2 separate regions of the Zea mays genome follow, and region 2 is linked to region 1. The links are chromatin contacts, called in public Hi-C maps. All regions are on one chromosome and are shown on one strand. Each heading gives the region's core, a stretch centred on a gene start, on an enhancer-like site or on the middle of the called end of the contact. The rest is flanking DNA. Distances are from core to core; before and after follow the strand shown.

The links. A called contact is a pair of places that touch in the nucleus more often than the background predicts.
Region 2: a Hi-C map of ear shows a contact between it and region 1, with 5 times the contacts expected there. The contact joins the promoter of LOC100384532 here to the promoter of LOC103632770 in region 1. A contact is called at or near these places in 3 of 25 Hi-C or Micro-C datasets (ear, leaf and tassel).

The regions. Positions count from the first base shown.
Region 1 is chr7:121,292,115-121,296,362 of Zm-B73-REFERENCE-NAM-5.0, forward strand. It overlaps LOC103632770 (kinesin-like protein KIN-7I), which reads right to left and starts at 2,659. Exons shown (of 31, transcript XM_020540943.3): 1 at 2,400-2,659; 2 at 2,169-2,258. The coding sequence starts at 2,526.
Region 2 is chr7:121,744,364-121,748,643 of Zm-B73-REFERENCE-NAM-5.0, forward strand. LOC100384532 reads left to right here and starts at 1,918. Exons shown (of 4, transcript NM_001320474.1): 1 at 1,918-2,468; 2 at 2,797-2,867; 3 at 2,995-3,166; 4 at 3,250-3,734. The coding sequence starts at 2,115. The coding sequence ends at 3,444.

The sequences.
Region 1 (4,248 bases), core at 1,409-3,908:
GGAACCGGTGCTTTCACCCATCGGTATACGTCTCCCTGCTGGTATTCCCTTGGTGCCCGCTACAGCAATGGCCACACCGCCCCCTGTGCCCATTGCTGCTGACTCCGAGGTGCCTCTCCCGGTTGTCTCGGCATCTGCCCCGACACCCTCCACAGCGCCGCCACCTTCTTCTGTGGCACCAGTTGTCGCCCCTGCAGTGCCTCTGGCACCTTCAGGGGCGCAACCCTGTACGTGGTTTGCTCAACCAACTCAGGTGTATCAGCGTCACCCTGCGGACACTTCATTAGATGCCTCGGCGCCAATCCGGGTGTATCAGTCATCAGCATATAACAGTGAATGAACGTGCTTATTACAGTGCCAGACCACTTAATTCCATGGGCGTGTTGCCTCTCCACTGATTATCCACATCCATAGTCCACGATAAAACGTCCATAAGGCTTATGTCGAGCAGGGGCTGACACAAGTAAACCAAATAAGTGATGTTTGAATGCACTAGAGCTAATGATCAGTTGGCTAAAAAATTGCTAGTGGAATTAGCTAGCTAACAAATAGCTATCTAATTATTGGATAATTTGCTAAAAATAGCTAATAGCTAAACTATTAGCTAGACTGTTCGAATGTCTTCAGCTAATTTTAGCAGCTAGCTATTAGTTTTAGTGCATTCAAACACCCCTAGCCTGACACAGGCACACAGTATACCGTTAAAATGCAAATGGACCCAACTTGTTTGCCCAAGGAAACGGTACCAACAACCGAGTTATTTGAATTTGTAACATTCTCGTCGCGCGGCTTCACCGCTTTATTACTCTGCAGCCGTGCTTCGCCAGTTTGGTATTATGGAGGAAACACCCGCGCCCAGTTTGGTACTGTTAATCTACCGGCCTCTTTAACCTTCCCTTAGCTACGGTAAAAGTCAATTTTGCCCCTCGCTGTAACGACGACGCTCTGGCATGAGCGTCCGGTGTGAGCCCCTAGATGTTGATACCGGTCTCACCATCAGCTCCTGCAGTTGGCACTTGTCCATGGTGAGCACTCCCTGACCATCAGCATCTGTCAGGTCCAATCTCTCGAGCGTCATGTGATCAGCAATGATCGGCTGCAGCAAGTAATGCCTCGCGGCGGCCGCAATCAATGAGTTGATTGACCAAATCACTCGCAGCTTAAACCCCCCATTTGTGTAGAACGACTCAGGGATGCTTCCTGAATCGTCACATTCATCAGGCTCGATGTGGCCACCGTCAACAGAGGGAGCGGCGCTCGCACTATCTGAGCCAGCTGAGGAGGGGGAGGGCGACGGCGAGGCTGAGGATGCTCCAAGGATGACGCAGCTGCCCAGTGTGGACCCGAAGCGGAGGATGCCGGAAAGCCGGAGGCGGAGTTGGCGGGTGAGGATCTGACCAAGCGCCTGGATGGGCTTCACGATGCCGCCGAGCACGATGCGCGCAATCTGTGAGAAGACCCCGCGGGCGCGCACGGACGCCGTAGGAGAGGACGGCGTCGACGAGGAGGACGGGGGCTCGTCGGGGATAACGCAGTCGACGCGGACGAGGACGGAGTCGACAAGGGGCACGAGCTCGTGGAAGCGGCGGGAGACGAGGGAGCAGCGGCCGAGCGCCTTGACGTCGCCGATGCGGTTGAAGATGACGAGGAGGAGCGCGTCCGGGAGGCGGTCGAATTGGTCGTCACCAGCGGCCCCCGAGAGCCAGCGCTCGTCGCCGCCGAGGTCGCACCGTCAGCGGCGGGATCCCGCGGGATCTTCGGACATCGGCGGCGGGGGGCAGACTGGATCTGAAGGGGAATGCAGGGAGGGAGGCGTGGGAGACGTGGGCACGCGCCGAGGAGCGCACAGAGTGAACGAGTTATGTGGCCGCGCGGAATGCAGACGGCGGCGCGGGCAAGTCTCCGGCGCGGGCGAGTCTCCCGTCTGTTCTCTCTCGCGGCTAGGGGTAGATTAGTACACAGGTGTACACAAGCTTCATCAAGCGCAACAAAACAGACGCATATAGAGCGCGGGACATTAACAATACCAAACTGGCGCGGGTGTTTCCTCCATAATACCAAACTAGCGAAGCACGGCTGCGGAGTAATAAAGTGGCGAAGCCGCGCGACGAGAATGTTACAAATTCAAATAACTCACCAACAACCAGAGCCAAAAGAGATGAGATTACCATTGAACCCTCGGACCACGTTATCGACGATGTGCTTGATGCGGGCCTGGTAGACCTCGGCAGTGCGGCACTCCTCGCCGAATATCCTGTCTGCGATAACGAAGGCGAGCGCAACAAATCAGGAGACCCAGCAATCCCAACAAATCAGGAGACCCAGCAAGGCAGCAATCCCAAGCGGCCGGAAGGCGAAGCTAATGCGGGGCGAAAGGGCGGATGCCGGAGAGTTCGTACCGAACTCGAAGCGGGAGGAGGACTGCGCGGAGTGAGCGATTGCGTTGCCCGAGATCTTCCACGGGCTGCTCCGCGAGTCCTCCGGGGAGAGCGGCCGCGAGCGCACCGCTACGTGGATCCGCTCCATAGACGTGCGCCACAGGCCCTGAGCCTCCGGGAGGAAGGGGGCAGAGGTGCGGTTCGGCCGGAGTCTGGTACTGCGGTGAGGAGACTCTGCGGTGAGATAGGTTTCGTTTTTGGTTTTCCCGCTGCTGAAACCCGAGAATTTGGGCGGGTTCCCCTGACTCCCTCGAAACTCCAATCCGGAGGAGATTGAGCGGGAAACTAGTTCGTTTCTTTTCAAATCTCCTTCAATTATAAAAGAAATTTGAGTTTTTAAACTAGTCCGAAGCTGGATGAATTCAGTCCGCGAAATAAAAATGTCTGCTTACGAACACCTAGGGCATGTTTGGTTTTTAGATACTAATGTTTAATCTCTCTGTTTTTGTTTTAATTTAGTCTTTAAATTATTAAATATAGAAACTGAAATAGAGTTTTAGTTTATGTATTTGGTAATTTAAAATTAAAATAGAATAAAATAGAGGGACTTAAAAATTATTCACTAGAAATCAAACACCCTCTAAGACTGTACACTAGACCATGGCACAACTATACCCTCGCCTCCCCCTCTGCAGCCCGACCGTGCTCTCGCTTCATAGTTCGACTGTGCTCTCCCCTGCCAACGACGCCCATCTTCCTCGTGTCGCCTCTCCTCCGCGCTCCCGACCCCGTTAACCATGCACGCACTCCCCGATTTTCCGCTACACGCACACTGATTTGACAATGGCGATCCTGAACCTTGAACCCCAAACTCTGAACCCCAGGGTTCGAGACTCGTCAATTTATATTATGTGGCATCGTACGGGCATATACCTAGTATCTGTATATACCATTATATAATCAACTAGCTTAAACTTTACATAATCCACCAGACCGAACCACCTTCACAACCATAGCCTCCACTAAATCAATCAAGCAAATTATACTCAGACTTAGGGCGTGTTTGGCATTGCTCTGCTCCACTTCAGAGCAGCTCTACTCTAAAACTCTGGGTGCAACAGCTCTGATCCAAAGTTTAGATTGCTATCTCATAACCAGTGGCAGTGGCGGGTAAATAACTTCAAACTCCATGTCTAGGTTGTTTTTAGAGTTTTCGGAGCAGCAAAGGAGGTACTCTAAAATTTGTACTAGAACTCTAAAAACTCTATAGAGTTTACAACTCTGGAGTTAGTGTGTTTGGCAGATTCTGGCTAGCTCCTCTTTGGAGTTCTGCTCTGGAGCCATGTCAAACATGCCCTTAACACATCATTAAAATCAACATTTCAGATCACTGAATCACGTATCTCCCTTGTTCACTCAAATCCAATGGATAATATTTTTTGGATCATCTCTCCCCTTCCCCTCTCACTCCCCTGTGATACCGTTGTCTCCAGCCTTTCCTCCATCATGTTCCTGTTGTCCCCTCTTCTAGTCTCATGACAAATTATAGTATTTGAGCATACATTAGCGTCAGGGAAAAGATCCCCGGGCCTCTGGGCCCGCCAGTCATATTGTAAGGAAAATGGACCCTGGGACATTTGGCTAAATGAGTTTTGGTGTTTGATGATTAACACAATCTGTGAACTAATGTGTTTGCTAGTGTTTGTGTTTGTAGTTCACAGGATGCTAGAAATACTTGGACCAAGGAATTGAGGAAAGCAACACCTCAAAAGAAGACATTAAGAAGATCAAAGAAAAGTCTAGGAAGAAAGAAGATGTGTTGCCACAGGCGGACTGTCCGGTCGAGGGCACCTGACTGTCCGGTGCCACA
Region 2 (4,280 bases), core at 668-3,167, 450 kb after region 1:
ACTCCGCCTCAAGAGATATTGAGCTACGTCGAAAGTAGTCCGAGTCCCAAGGGCAAAAGCTCCACAATCGCTCATAAGGCGGAAGGACAAACATCACCCAACCTTTCATCAGTCCCGAAGGGGAGATACTCTTCCTCGGGGGCTACCATCGAAGAAAAGATCCCCAGGTCTCTGGCCCGCCAGTCATAGAGAGCGCACAAAATAGAAGCTACTGGACCACAGGGGCCCACCCGTCAGAGGGGGATAAGGGGAACCATCTTGTTAGGGAAAAGATCCCCGGTCCCTAGAGCCCACCGGTCAACGAGGGCGTTGGGAAGAGGCCTCTGGAAACTAGGGCCCATCAGTTAGCAGGAGGAGGAAGGAAATGTTTGCCCTGGAAGCACCCACCCCCCGGACGAACCATGAGGCACCGAGCCCAGGGTCGGGCGTGGCAGAGCTAGAAAAAGGGATTGGGCATACTAAAGGGAAACCACTCGGTGGATCCTCATCTGGCCCGAGACTGACCCGCCGTAGTGACCGTCCGCATTAACTACGCATGGCGCCGAGTCGTGACAGAGGAGCCGGTCCGCGTCCCACTCATGACATACGAGCCCCTCGGGCTACAGCGTACTTATGACCTACAAACCCTTCGGACTGCAGCGCATTTATCAACCCCGCGTCCTCGGCTTGCGGCACACTCATGACTTATTAGGACTAGGCCTAAGTGTGCAGGCCGCCTACAGGGCACATCGATATGAGTCATGCTGAGATCTAGGCTACGAAGATCAGGGGTCGGCGTAGCTTGAGGCGATAATAATGACACCTGAGCCCCACGCTGCCAACACCGTTCGCCATAAAGTACACAAGACGACCAAACGGCCTAGATGCTCATGGACACATGCGACTTCACCAGGGTAAAACACTCGATTTTACCATCGCCTAGTGACTCCTCCTCGAGGAAGCCACCGACAGGCCGACCCCCTCCTTGGCCTATAAAAGGAGGAGGACGACCATGGACCCGAAGAAGGGAGGACGACCATGGAGCCGACGAAAGGAGGGAGGACAAACTGATGAAAGGAGGGAGGACGCATCAACAAGGACCGGGAGCGAAGACCCGAAGCCCCGCTGCCAAGCCAAGGCTTAGTTAGGACCCTAGCTCTGTAGCCCTTAGCTCCACCTCGTCCGCACAAGAGACTTGGGAGTTTCTTCTCCCTCTCTCGCCTGCTTGTAACCCTACTACGAGCATTGTAGGGATGTTCCACCCAAACCAGTATAAATCTTACGTCCACCACGTATACCGTCCGGAGCCCAGAACGTGCACACAAATTTACTTGTCGGAGCTAGGTTTGAAACACCGACAAATAGTATTTTAGGTTAAAAGATGTTTAGAATATATCCAGAAAGTCGGTAATTTAAGCTATAATTTCACCAATAATACAATATTTTTGGGTCTAAACACTTTGATTTGGATCAAAGTTTTTGGCTGGCGCGTGGCTGGAGTCTCACTCTTCTCTTTTTATGTGCTGCAACTAAAATATTGTCTAGAAACAATTATAGTTGTCTCCTGTAAACTCTGGTTTTGAAAAAAGTATTTTTCTCAACATCGTCTGACATGGCAATGGACTTAGGCTGTCTACAGCAGCTTATCCACTCTATCTGTTATCATATGTTTTATTTAAAACATCATTCTATAAACCATGCTATAAACAACACGAAAGAATATTTTATATGCTCATATACATACATACTAGAGACAGCCTTGCTAAAGCTTGTCAAGAGTCAAGTCAAGCAATGAAAAAAAAGGCGTCAAACAAATTTGCCGAAACTATGGGCACCAAAGAGGAAGACAAACAGTCACAACCAATCACCGGCGCCAAAACATGCAGCGCAGCTTCATGCCTTCATGGCCTCATGGTCCTGCTGGATATGGCGGAAAAACTGCTGGCGGCCGTTGCAATTGCAGCCACATTCAACTCAGGCTCCAGGCCGCTGCAACCCAAGCCGCCAGCAGCCTGCCCCTCCTCTCCGACTCCAAACCAATCCAATGGCCCTCCGCCCCCCGCTGTCTCACCTCACGCGCTCTCTGCCCTGGCCTGCCCCCAGCATGACGCGATGCTCCGCACTGCGTCGGATACATGGACGATATTGCTGGGGAGCGGGGGAGGAAAGGAGACGACTCTTCCCGTGCCGTGCTGACGCCACCACGCGGCCCCGGTCTCCTCTCGCCCTCCTCTCCGTCTAGATCTGATCCTATCCCCTCCCCACCCTCCGCCGCCGTCCTCGCCCTCCCGGCCGCAGCCACGAGCCCGAGCGCCGGGCTCCTGGCCTCGTCTCGCCTCACCGGCGAGATGGACGGCGGCGGGGAGACGCTGCTGGTGCGGAGGAGCAAGGGCAAGAAGAGGCGGCAGCCGGCGGCGCCCGCGGAGAGGGGCTCCGGCAGCGGGGACAGGTTCCGCGCGCTCTGGCGGGACTACCACGACCTGCTGCAGGTGAGTCAGTGAGTGTCGCCGATCGATTCTTGCTCCGCCCACTAATCTCTTCGCCCTTTCTAGTTTTCGTGCAGCTCTCTTGTTTCGACCTGTTCTTAAATGGATGATTCAGCGCCGGCTTGATTGCTGAATTCCTCGTGCTATCCCCACTTGTTCCGGTTGCTAGTACTCGTATTATGTTTGTGCTTGGCTGTTTGATTCTTTGCTGCCGTGGGACGGGGTCACGGGGATTCAAGAATTCCATCCAATAGCATGGCTAAAACCAACAATTAAGTATACCTGTGATTAGACTTGGAAGCTGATACAATACAATACAACATTGATGCAGGAGACCGAGGCAAAGAAGAGGAGGCTGGCGAGCAAGAAGCGAAGAAGCCTCGCCCTGCTTGCTGAAGTCAAGTATGGCAGTTCTCCGGCTCTTGCTTTGTGGCTCCATGTTACTACTAGTATCATCTTCTTATTCTTCATGCTGGCATTATTACTGCTTTTCAGCTTCACTAACTGTGTAGCTGCTTTTTGTTGCAAGGTTCTTGCGAAGGAAGTATCAGTCCTTTCCGAAGGGTGGCTCGCAGCAGACACATTACAGGTTGAAGAAGCAGGCTCGGTACATGCCATCCCCATTGGGCCATGGTGCAGGGACCGAAGTGCCTTCTACCAGCAGAAACCCAAACCTTGACTTAAATCAAGATTCTGTCCTGGTAAGTGTGGAGTTCATGAACTAAAATAAACTGTATAAGGGAAGTGTTTTTTTTGTCAGCTAAAAGGGCCTTCTTGTCTGCAGAACGATGTGGGGAATGATTGCCAGGGGCAACATGGCCATCCAGAAGTTGAAAAGTTAGATCAGGTCGAGGTGAATGAAGATACGATGACACCTGATGTCAAATTATCAGTTTGTAGGGATACAGGAGAGTACTCTCCTGTAAGTGAAGGTAAGAGGGCGGTTCCATGGCAAGACCGGTTCGCGTTGAAGACCTAGGCCCTCAGTTGATGTGGCTAAGAAATAAGCTGCTTCTCTGACAGCTAGTTTTGCTACTGTATCCCTCAAATGCTCAGTAGTGCTCTGTACAGAAACAATGGGACATGATACTTATATGCATGTTACATTGCCTGATTGACAAACTCAGATGTTTGTAGCATGCTTCTAAGCAAGTTAGACAAGTGAGTTGTGATTCTATGAATGGTTCTGTCCAGAATTTGGATTGGCCCATTTGATTTTGCCTTTGTGCATCGAATGTTTCTTCAATCAGCAAGATCATGAATTCTGTGAATTGCAAGTTTGGAGGGTTAAATTTCTGGTTTCATAGTTTAGGTTTCAAATAGCCTCTTTAGCAATGATCATAAGGACAAGTATAACTATTGATTGGTTTTTGGTTTTGAGTTGCAAGTTTATGGTTTGTTTGTCTGGGTGAAAGGGTGCATTGTAAGTTAGGGTGTTGCATAATGAAAATTCGAGTGTACCATGGTCAAGCGGCCTGTAGATTCGTCTCAAGGAATATTAGTTTTTTTATATAGTCTCAAGGAATATATGTAGCCTTTAGCAATTACCATGAACTAGTTTGAAGGGTTAAATATCTCGTAAACCAAATTTCTATGATAAAATAATAATGTTAAAAATTACATAGTGATGATTCGGAAAAATATTAATACATTCTTCATTTATTATATTTCTATTTGATGTCACATTTTTTTAGAATTTGCTCTATAATTTTGGTCAAACTCAAGATACTTGACTCTTCAATAAAGTTAAAAGAATTTATAATTTAAAACGGATTCTAATGTCCAAATAGGCTCTTTATTCTTCATCAAATTATT